2 separate regions of the Columba livia genome follow, and region 1 is linked to region 2. Evidence: chromatin contacts called from public Hi-C data. All regions are on one chromosome and are shown on one strand. The core of a region is the stretch at or near the end of the contact, and the rest is flanking DNA. Distances in the headings are between cores, read along the strand shown.

Region 1 (3,659 bases), core at 209-2,708, 370 kb before region 2:
GTGCCTGTTGCTCTCTTCTTAAGCAGCGCTCTGTATAGCTACAGGTTCGTGTTCTTTCAGGGAACTTGGCTGTGTTTTCCTGTTCCTCAGATTTAGAAAAAATTAAACTGAACTTCAAAAGTAGAAGACTATTAGTCAGTTCATGCATACATTAACCCTTTAATGCTCACCATACATTTTGTGCAGTTTCCTAGGAAAATCAAGGGAAATTTATGTGTAATATTGCAAGTCTTCAGGCCTGCTTCCACGTGTTTTTGTATTATGTTTTAGCCAATGGTTTATTTTTCTCATATATTTAGTATTATATTGTTAACTAATATTTTGTTGCCACAAAATGAAGGCTTAGTTCTTTTGCTGATGTAATAAATCAGCCTATGTGGTTATATGGACCTGAGACCATTCTGACTTGGAGATAGGAATTATATGAAAATTTGTAAAAAGATAATATATTAAACCCCACAGTTTTTGCTAAGTTAACATGAACTAAATGGCAGATAAGAATGATTTTTGTCTGTGGTAGTGTTCAATATTTTATCTGTACCTTAAGGGAAACTTTTACAAAGTCAAATCTGGATACCTTTTTCATATATGGAATTTCTGATTTAAGTTGTGCAACAGACATCTTCAGCTCTATGTGGATTAGTAACAGCTACCTGAAGTCTTTGTGTCAAATCCAGAACTTTGTGGCTAAAAGCATCAGTCAAAACATGAAAGTATGCTAAAATCCTCTCACTTGCATGGACAAAGGAGTTGGGCAGCTCAGAGTTAATACTTCAAATCCTCTTGTTTTGGAGATGCGCTTTACTGTTCGCATGCAAGATCAACTTTTTCGAGTCCTCCCACACACTTGATTTGTGAGACCCTTAATCTGCCAAAGAGGCAGGTCAGGCCAGTCTGCGAACTGCTGAGCCTGTGCAGGTCCCCTTGTAGTTGCTTGTGCTGTTTATGCTTCAGGCGGGCCCTGGAAACACTGTGGGTTAAAAGGTAACGTTAGTCTGAACTCATCCTCTCAGTAAGCTAAAATGTGGTGCTTTATTTTAGCTAATGTACGATACTTGATGTTGCGCTGGATTCTAATTGGAGTCAAACAGGTTGTGGAGTTTTATTGCAATTTTTTTAAAAAGGAGATGGTCATTGAAATTGATTCTGTAAGTTATCAGTGAAGCATTAAAATGATAGATTATAGTCTTCAGATCTTTTACTACTTTAATTTATCAAGTGTACTTGTGAATTGTGTACAGAATGTGAAGCGTTAATATCAGGGCCAGAAAAGCTCCTTCTCACTTGTTAACCTGGCAGCATAATAGATCTGCCCACTGAAACGTCTTTTTATTAATTAAGTAATTCCGAATTCCACGAACACCTACTTTCTGTGGGGGGAGGAAATCCCCTGTTTCGTTGAGATGAAGTGTGTATTTGCAAAACTTTGATTTAGGACAGGACCAACGCGGGGCTGGGTCGGGAGCGGCTCCGTGGGCAGCCGGGGCGCGGGGGAAGGGAAGAGGCTGCCCTGCGCGGCTTTCCGCGGCCCTGCGCGGCCTTGCGCTGCACTGCGCGCCCGCGGCGGTAGGTGGCAGCAAATTTTCATGGCAGGGTCGGAAGCCGAGCCCGTCCCCTTCCCCCTTCCGTGCGCGGCCGCCGCGTTTCCAGGAGAGGGAGTCCTTCCCCAAGCCATGAGCCGCGGGCCCGCCGAGCGCTGCCTCTGCTGGGTGGTGGCAGTCGGAGAAATCGCGAGTCTTTTGTCTGTAGTTCTCTTTTAGGGCTTTTCACCCCTCTTAGTACATGGGGGGAGGTGTGTGTGTGTGTGGGGGGGGGGAATAAACAAACTGCCTTAATAATTCAAAGCGTGAAGGATGTCCTGAAACTCACTTGAAGTGTCTTGGAATAAACCAGCAATGGACCACAGATGAATTGTTTACTTTAAATCTGTGCAAATACCATAACCTTTTTTGGATAAAAAAAATCTCCTTCCATACTACTTGAACAAAACTCAATGGTAGAAAATGCTAATTGCTTTATTTTTGTTGTTTACTTAGGTTGCACTTGCATTCTGTGAATAGTAAAACAGCTCAGTTTTTGAAAGGTGATTATAAGTCGCATTTTGTATAGCGTTCTACTTGATTATTTGCTCTGTTCTGGATTTGTACTATACTGCCATTAGATCTTACAATAATGTTCTACTCTGCAAATTTTTAAGGTTCAAATAAAGTTTAATTGTTTGCAAACTGTTATGATGCTAATAATTCAACAGCCTGCTGTGTTACTAATGAAATTACTTTGTTATGATTAATTTGGAAAATAGTGTGTTGATTGTAGTAATTAAGCACAACAAGGTGAAGTAAATGATTCTAATGCCATCTGGCCTCCAGACTGAATGAAGAAATGAAATGGGGCTGTCATTTGAATTTATTCAGAGAAGTAAGGGTAATACAAATGGTTTTTATAGCAGAGGCACCCGGATATAATAATGTCACACTCTAGTATTTTTTCATGTACTTCTCTATACAGACAACTGGTTCATGTATTTTCCTAGCATCTAGTTAGGATATACCTCTTTGTGCATGCTGCCGCTAATTACCTGTACTGAGGGTAGTGTATGCACTGGTTCTTTCGTCAGAGAGATCTATGGATAAGATTTAGGGAAGTGATGTGCATCAACTTACCTTTTGCTCCTCCATTAATAATAAAAACTTCTTGTGACTGGAATTAAGCAGAATGTGAATGCTAATTAGGATGCCATTCTATATGTGAAGCCAAATGCATAAAGTTTCTTCTTTTTGGCTCTACAGCCTGAGCATGACACAGCATTAGAAGAAGTGTAAAGAATAACCCTTTAGAACCTGATCCAAAGACTTTTGAAACTGAGCAGCCATTGAATTTGGTTGCTTCTGGATCAGGCTCTCAAAACTGTAACTCAAAACCCGGCAATACAATTTCAAAGTGCCTTTTGCTGAATACTCTTTGTCCTCTTTCTGAAAGAGATGCAATTATTTCCGTAAGCTGAACTAAACAAAAGAAAGGCACAGGCTTCTCCGTAGCCAAAAGACTACATTTCATCCATTTTTCTATCTCGGGTAAAGCAAAACAAACTTGTGGCTGTATATCAGAGTCCTGGCTTGATAAAGTTCACTGGGATCTGTAGGAAAGCTGTAAAATATTAAAACATGCATGACAGTAGCCAGGTAGATGACAATGTCGTGCTTTTCAGATGCATGAGCCATTCGATGTTTCTCTCCTCTCCCTCAGCTTGATGAAAAATTTATTAATATGTAACTGTGGGAATAAGCATATGCATGGAAACCTTATAAACAACTTTCTACTCTACATAGCACAATGTACTGATAAAGTGTAAGACCTTCACTTACCAGGGTTTCTCTGAAGCTGACATTTTTCAGACAAGTGTCTGCTTAATTCCACCTTTATTTAGAAAAACTGACAGTGAGCTCAGTGAAGAGTGCTCTGCCAAAGCTGCATCTCTGTCCTAGAGTTCATTTCCTGTTTCTCAGGATCCCATGTCTTGCTGTGAGGGACCAACACCAACCAACTTCACACTGCGGACTTAAAATTGTGGATTCAAGCTGGGTGTAAGCACAGTATTTCATGCTTCTGGGATGAAATTGTGACTTGACCAGTCTCTTCTTCCTACTGGAAAAAGTAAA
Region 2 (3,930 bases), core at 975-3,474:
GTGTAGAGAAAAATGTTTGCTGCCGTTCCGAGAGATTTAGACGTAATTTATGCATTTGCTTGGCCAGATCTGTGCTAAGCACCGAAGGCACCAGAACTCTCTTAAATTAAGCTGCATTTTTTCCCCGTAGTTTTAAAGTCAGAGATCAGTTGGGGCAAATAGTTCGTGAAATATAGTGAAGAACAAGAGAGGCGACTTGTGAAGTGTCGTATCAATGATAAGGAATAAACTGTTAAAAAAATATCCTGAAGAACAGCTAACACACATATATACTTTCAGATGTTTTTTATTCTTGTACTATTAGCTAAAAGCACGCACTTTTTAGAAAGGTTCCTTCAAGTCTCCGTTGACCATCACGAGATTTTTGTTTTGAAAGTGACTTCAACGAAAACGCCGAGATAATCGCTTATGGCAAGACGATCACATAAATCACTTCAGATAACCACTTAAATTATGTCGAGGTGACGTTCGGGCATTTAAAAAGCACAAAGCTGCCTAGAGCAAATAGTTCCAATACTATTTGCTTCATTTAAAGATCGCAGTGGGAAGGCTGGGGGTGCGCTTAAATTGGTGCTTAAACACCCCTTCAAGCGTCTTGGGGACGTCGTTTCGTTAGTGGGATGTTTTCTATTAACGGTGTAGACACAATTTTCTCTGTGGCGCATGAAGCGAGATGGACGCAGACACGGGTAACCCCCTCGGCCCCGGAGCCCGTCCCGGCGGTGCGCACACCCCTCATTTTAAAGCCAGCCCTTCCTGCCCTGACTAACCCCCCTTCTTCGCTCAGCTCCCCCGCCCCGAACCGTCACTCGCTTCCTGGGAGTGCCGCTCATTGCCCTGCTGCTCATTAGCTGCAAACAAGCGGAGCTGGGACCCGCCTACTCCCAATTCGAGTTCTTTTTCCTTTTTATTGTTTTCACCCATTTTTTAAGAGCGCGCCGCCCAACACCGGCTGCTGGGAAACCCCAGAGCGGTACCGGCGGTGCCGGCGGCCGCGGGGCGGGCGGCGCTTCACAGCGACGGCTGAAGGGCGGGGCTCGGCCTGTGAGCTCGAGGCCGAGTGGAGGGGACACACAAGCGGCTTCGGAGGGACGTCCTCCGGGGGGCGGGCGGATCAGGCTGCAGCCCGGGAGGGCGGGACGCGGAGGGCGGGACACGGGGGGCGGGACGCGGAGGGCGGGAAGCGGGGGGCGGGAAGCGGGAAGCGGGGGGCGGGACGCGGAGGGCGGGACGCGTGGGCCCGCCCGGCGCGCGCTCCGCCTAGCCGAGGGGCCGGAACATCTCCGCACCGTCATCCGCCCCGCCCCGCAGCGCGGCAGGCCCGTCCCCCCGCCGCCAGCCAATAGCGAGCCGCCCCCGCCCCGTTTGGCGGAGCCGCCAAGCGCCGGCGCCGCACGACCAATCCGCGGGGACGCGGCGCGCACCGCCCACGATTCATTTGCATCCTGCGCTGCTATTGGCTGGCCAGCGCCGCCAGCGGGCGTGCCTTGGAGAGGCGGGGAGATCGGGGGGCGTGCGAAGGAGCAACCTGAAGCCGCGCTGGCTCTCATTGGAGGATCGTCCCGGAGGCGTCACGCTCGGGGCGGGGCTATTGAAATGAGCGTCCGGCACCGCCTCCCGCCCCCCGCGAACCGCCCGAGGTGGAGCCAGGGCGGCGATTTGCATAGGGGCGCCGGTACTTGCATATGCATGAGGAGCGGGGCGGGGAGGCGGGCGGTGCTCGCCGCCGCGGCGGGAGCCACACGCCGTAAATGTCCCGCCGTGGTTTATGGCGGCCCGCGCCCCTCCGGCTCCCCGGGCCCTTCCGCCCCGCCGCGCTAATTGGTGTGATGTGTGGTCCGGGCTGCCCCCTCTCTCCGCTTTCACCCCGGCTCTGTAACCCAAGCCCGCTCCCCTCGCCGTTTTTAATAACGCCGAAAATCTGGGCCAGATGGGAACCATTAGCGACCCCATCCCCTCTTGCTGATCTTTATAATCTTATTAGTTTAATGGGTCACGCAGTGCAGGACCTATTTCCTACGGATCAAAGGGAAAACAAACAGGGTAATATCCCACCGGGCTTCCTCCGCTCTGCCCCCACGGGTGCTGCCGCCGGGCCGCTGCGGCTGCTTGAAACGTCGCCCCTTATTAGCCCGCACCTATTTTAAAAGGCTCCTGGGCTGCTCCCGTCCCAAGCGGGGGCTCGTTCAGCCAGCGGTGACCGAGACACCGCATCGCACCGCAGCCGGTCCCGGCGCGGCGCTCCCGGTGGCCCCGGACCAGCACTGGCACCGTCACCAGCCGGGCGACAGGGTTTTTCCCGCTTCTCCCTGTTTAATCGGGAACGATTTCCTGCCGAGGGACTCGTCGGGAAACGATCCCCTTTATCAGATAGACGTGCTAGATATCGCCTGGCGTATTACCGGGAGATTGTGTTGCAGTATCCGGTGGTTTGTTTTGTTGTTGTATTATTTTTCGTCAAAAAGCATGAAAGAGGCATCATATGGAGTGGTTGATGGGGTCGAATCGGATACCCCGTGGCTTTGCCTGGCTGACCCAGGGGCGGTGTTTTCCGCCCAGTGGCAAAACGCTTATTTGTAGTCTGGAGACCCCCTCCCGTAGCCCCTGCAATAACTTTTAACACAATAAATTAGATGTACGCGCACTGTGGTCCATTACGGAGGAGTGTTGTGTGACGGCTGTTGTCAAAGGTTACCCGCCTTCATGCGGCCACATAAAGCATTTCTCTAGAGGGTAAATATTTGGACTTATTAAAGGGCCTGGAAGCTGTAGCATACAGCAGGGAATAAAGCTCGGGCCCCTGCCCATGCCGGGGCTACCTGTCCCCCCAGCCCCTCTCACACACTCCGCCTTCATCGCGCCGCCGCTCCGAGCCCCTCTGCGCGCCGGTACCTGGTGGAAGGCACCGCCACCGACCCCTCAGACCGGCCTCGGGGGGTCTGCCAAGGTCCTTCAGAGAAGAGGCTCAAACCAATTCATCAACGTTTCTTGCTATATAAAAATGCATAAATGTACACATGTATACATATATAATGTACAGGCACACATGCAAAATATTGATCTACAAAATACATATAAAATAGATATGTACGTAAAACCTAGGGAAAACTAAGCCTATGGATGAAAAGCTCCTAAATCGGGTCTTTTGACACTCACCGGTGTCCTCTCACGGGACAAAGGACAGCAGGCGTGTGCGTGCGTATGCACGCGTGTGGGCAGAGAACGAAACGATTTAATGCCCTTTCGAATGTCTGGGACTTTATTTTCAAAAGCGATTTCAGGGGAAAAAAAAAAAAAGAAAAAAAAGGAAGATGGAATTTTCTTTTATATCTCATAGAAAATCCATTATTTCCAGTTGTGTAGTTTGGCTCACAAAATATTTAAGACAGGAGAACAAAACCACTTGTTGACATACTAGAGGTGATACATTGTTTTCCCGGGTCAGAAACTAGATCTCAGTACGTGTGCACACAAAACCAGACATATACCGATTTATCCATGTATATGCCCCCTTTCGTACTACCTGCACTGGTTATCTAGCAAATTGAAAACTGAACGGTAAGTGTAGCCATATGCACACAAGCCACACACATACACAGTAAGCTTTATTTTATTAGAGACTATTAATACACAAGCCCATAAAAATCTACCCCTATTTAAATTTTATGGTAGTGTATGCTTTAAGTGTGCCTGCTTGCACATGCGAAGGGAATTGTGAACATATGATTGTATATACACATTAAGCCTTTTTCTTTTTTTTTTTTTTTTTGTATACGTGTATTACAAAATACATATAACACGGATTACTAGAAAACGACTTATTAAAAAACTTATTGTAAACGCAAATATCAACTTAAGGGCTATTTAAAAGATAACAGACGGTGTTTTCCTCTGTCTATACAGCCAGTGGCGACTGTGTGTGTTTTTTAC

Evidence for each region. Hi-C and Micro-C count contacts between places; a contact is called where the count stands out from the background.
Region 1: a Hi-C map of liver shows a contact between it and region 2, with 2.1 times the contacts expected there. The contact joins two enhancer-like sites. A contact is called at or near these places in 2 of 2 Hi-C or Micro-C datasets (crop and liver).

Annotation. Positions count from the first base shown.
Region 1 is chr2:36,071,195-36,074,853 of bColLiv1.pat.W.v2, reverse strand. SKAP2 (src kinase associated phosphoprotein 2) reads left to right here. Exons shown (of 11, transcript XM_065051387.1): 11 at 1-2,225. Among named protein-coding and RNA genes, the nearest start is that of SKAP2, 120 kb to the left of the region's middle. Within about 2 kb of position 1,458, at least 2 of the 3 cell types and tissues checked have an H3K27ac peak away from gene starts, as active enhancers do.
Region 2 is chr2:35,701,930-35,705,859 of bColLiv1.pat.W.v2, reverse strand. No RefSeq gene overlaps it. Among named protein-coding and RNA genes, the nearest start is that of NFE2L3, 110 kb to the left of the region's middle. Within about 2 kb of position 2,224, at least 2 of the 3 cell types and tissues checked have an H3K27ac peak away from gene starts, as active enhancers do.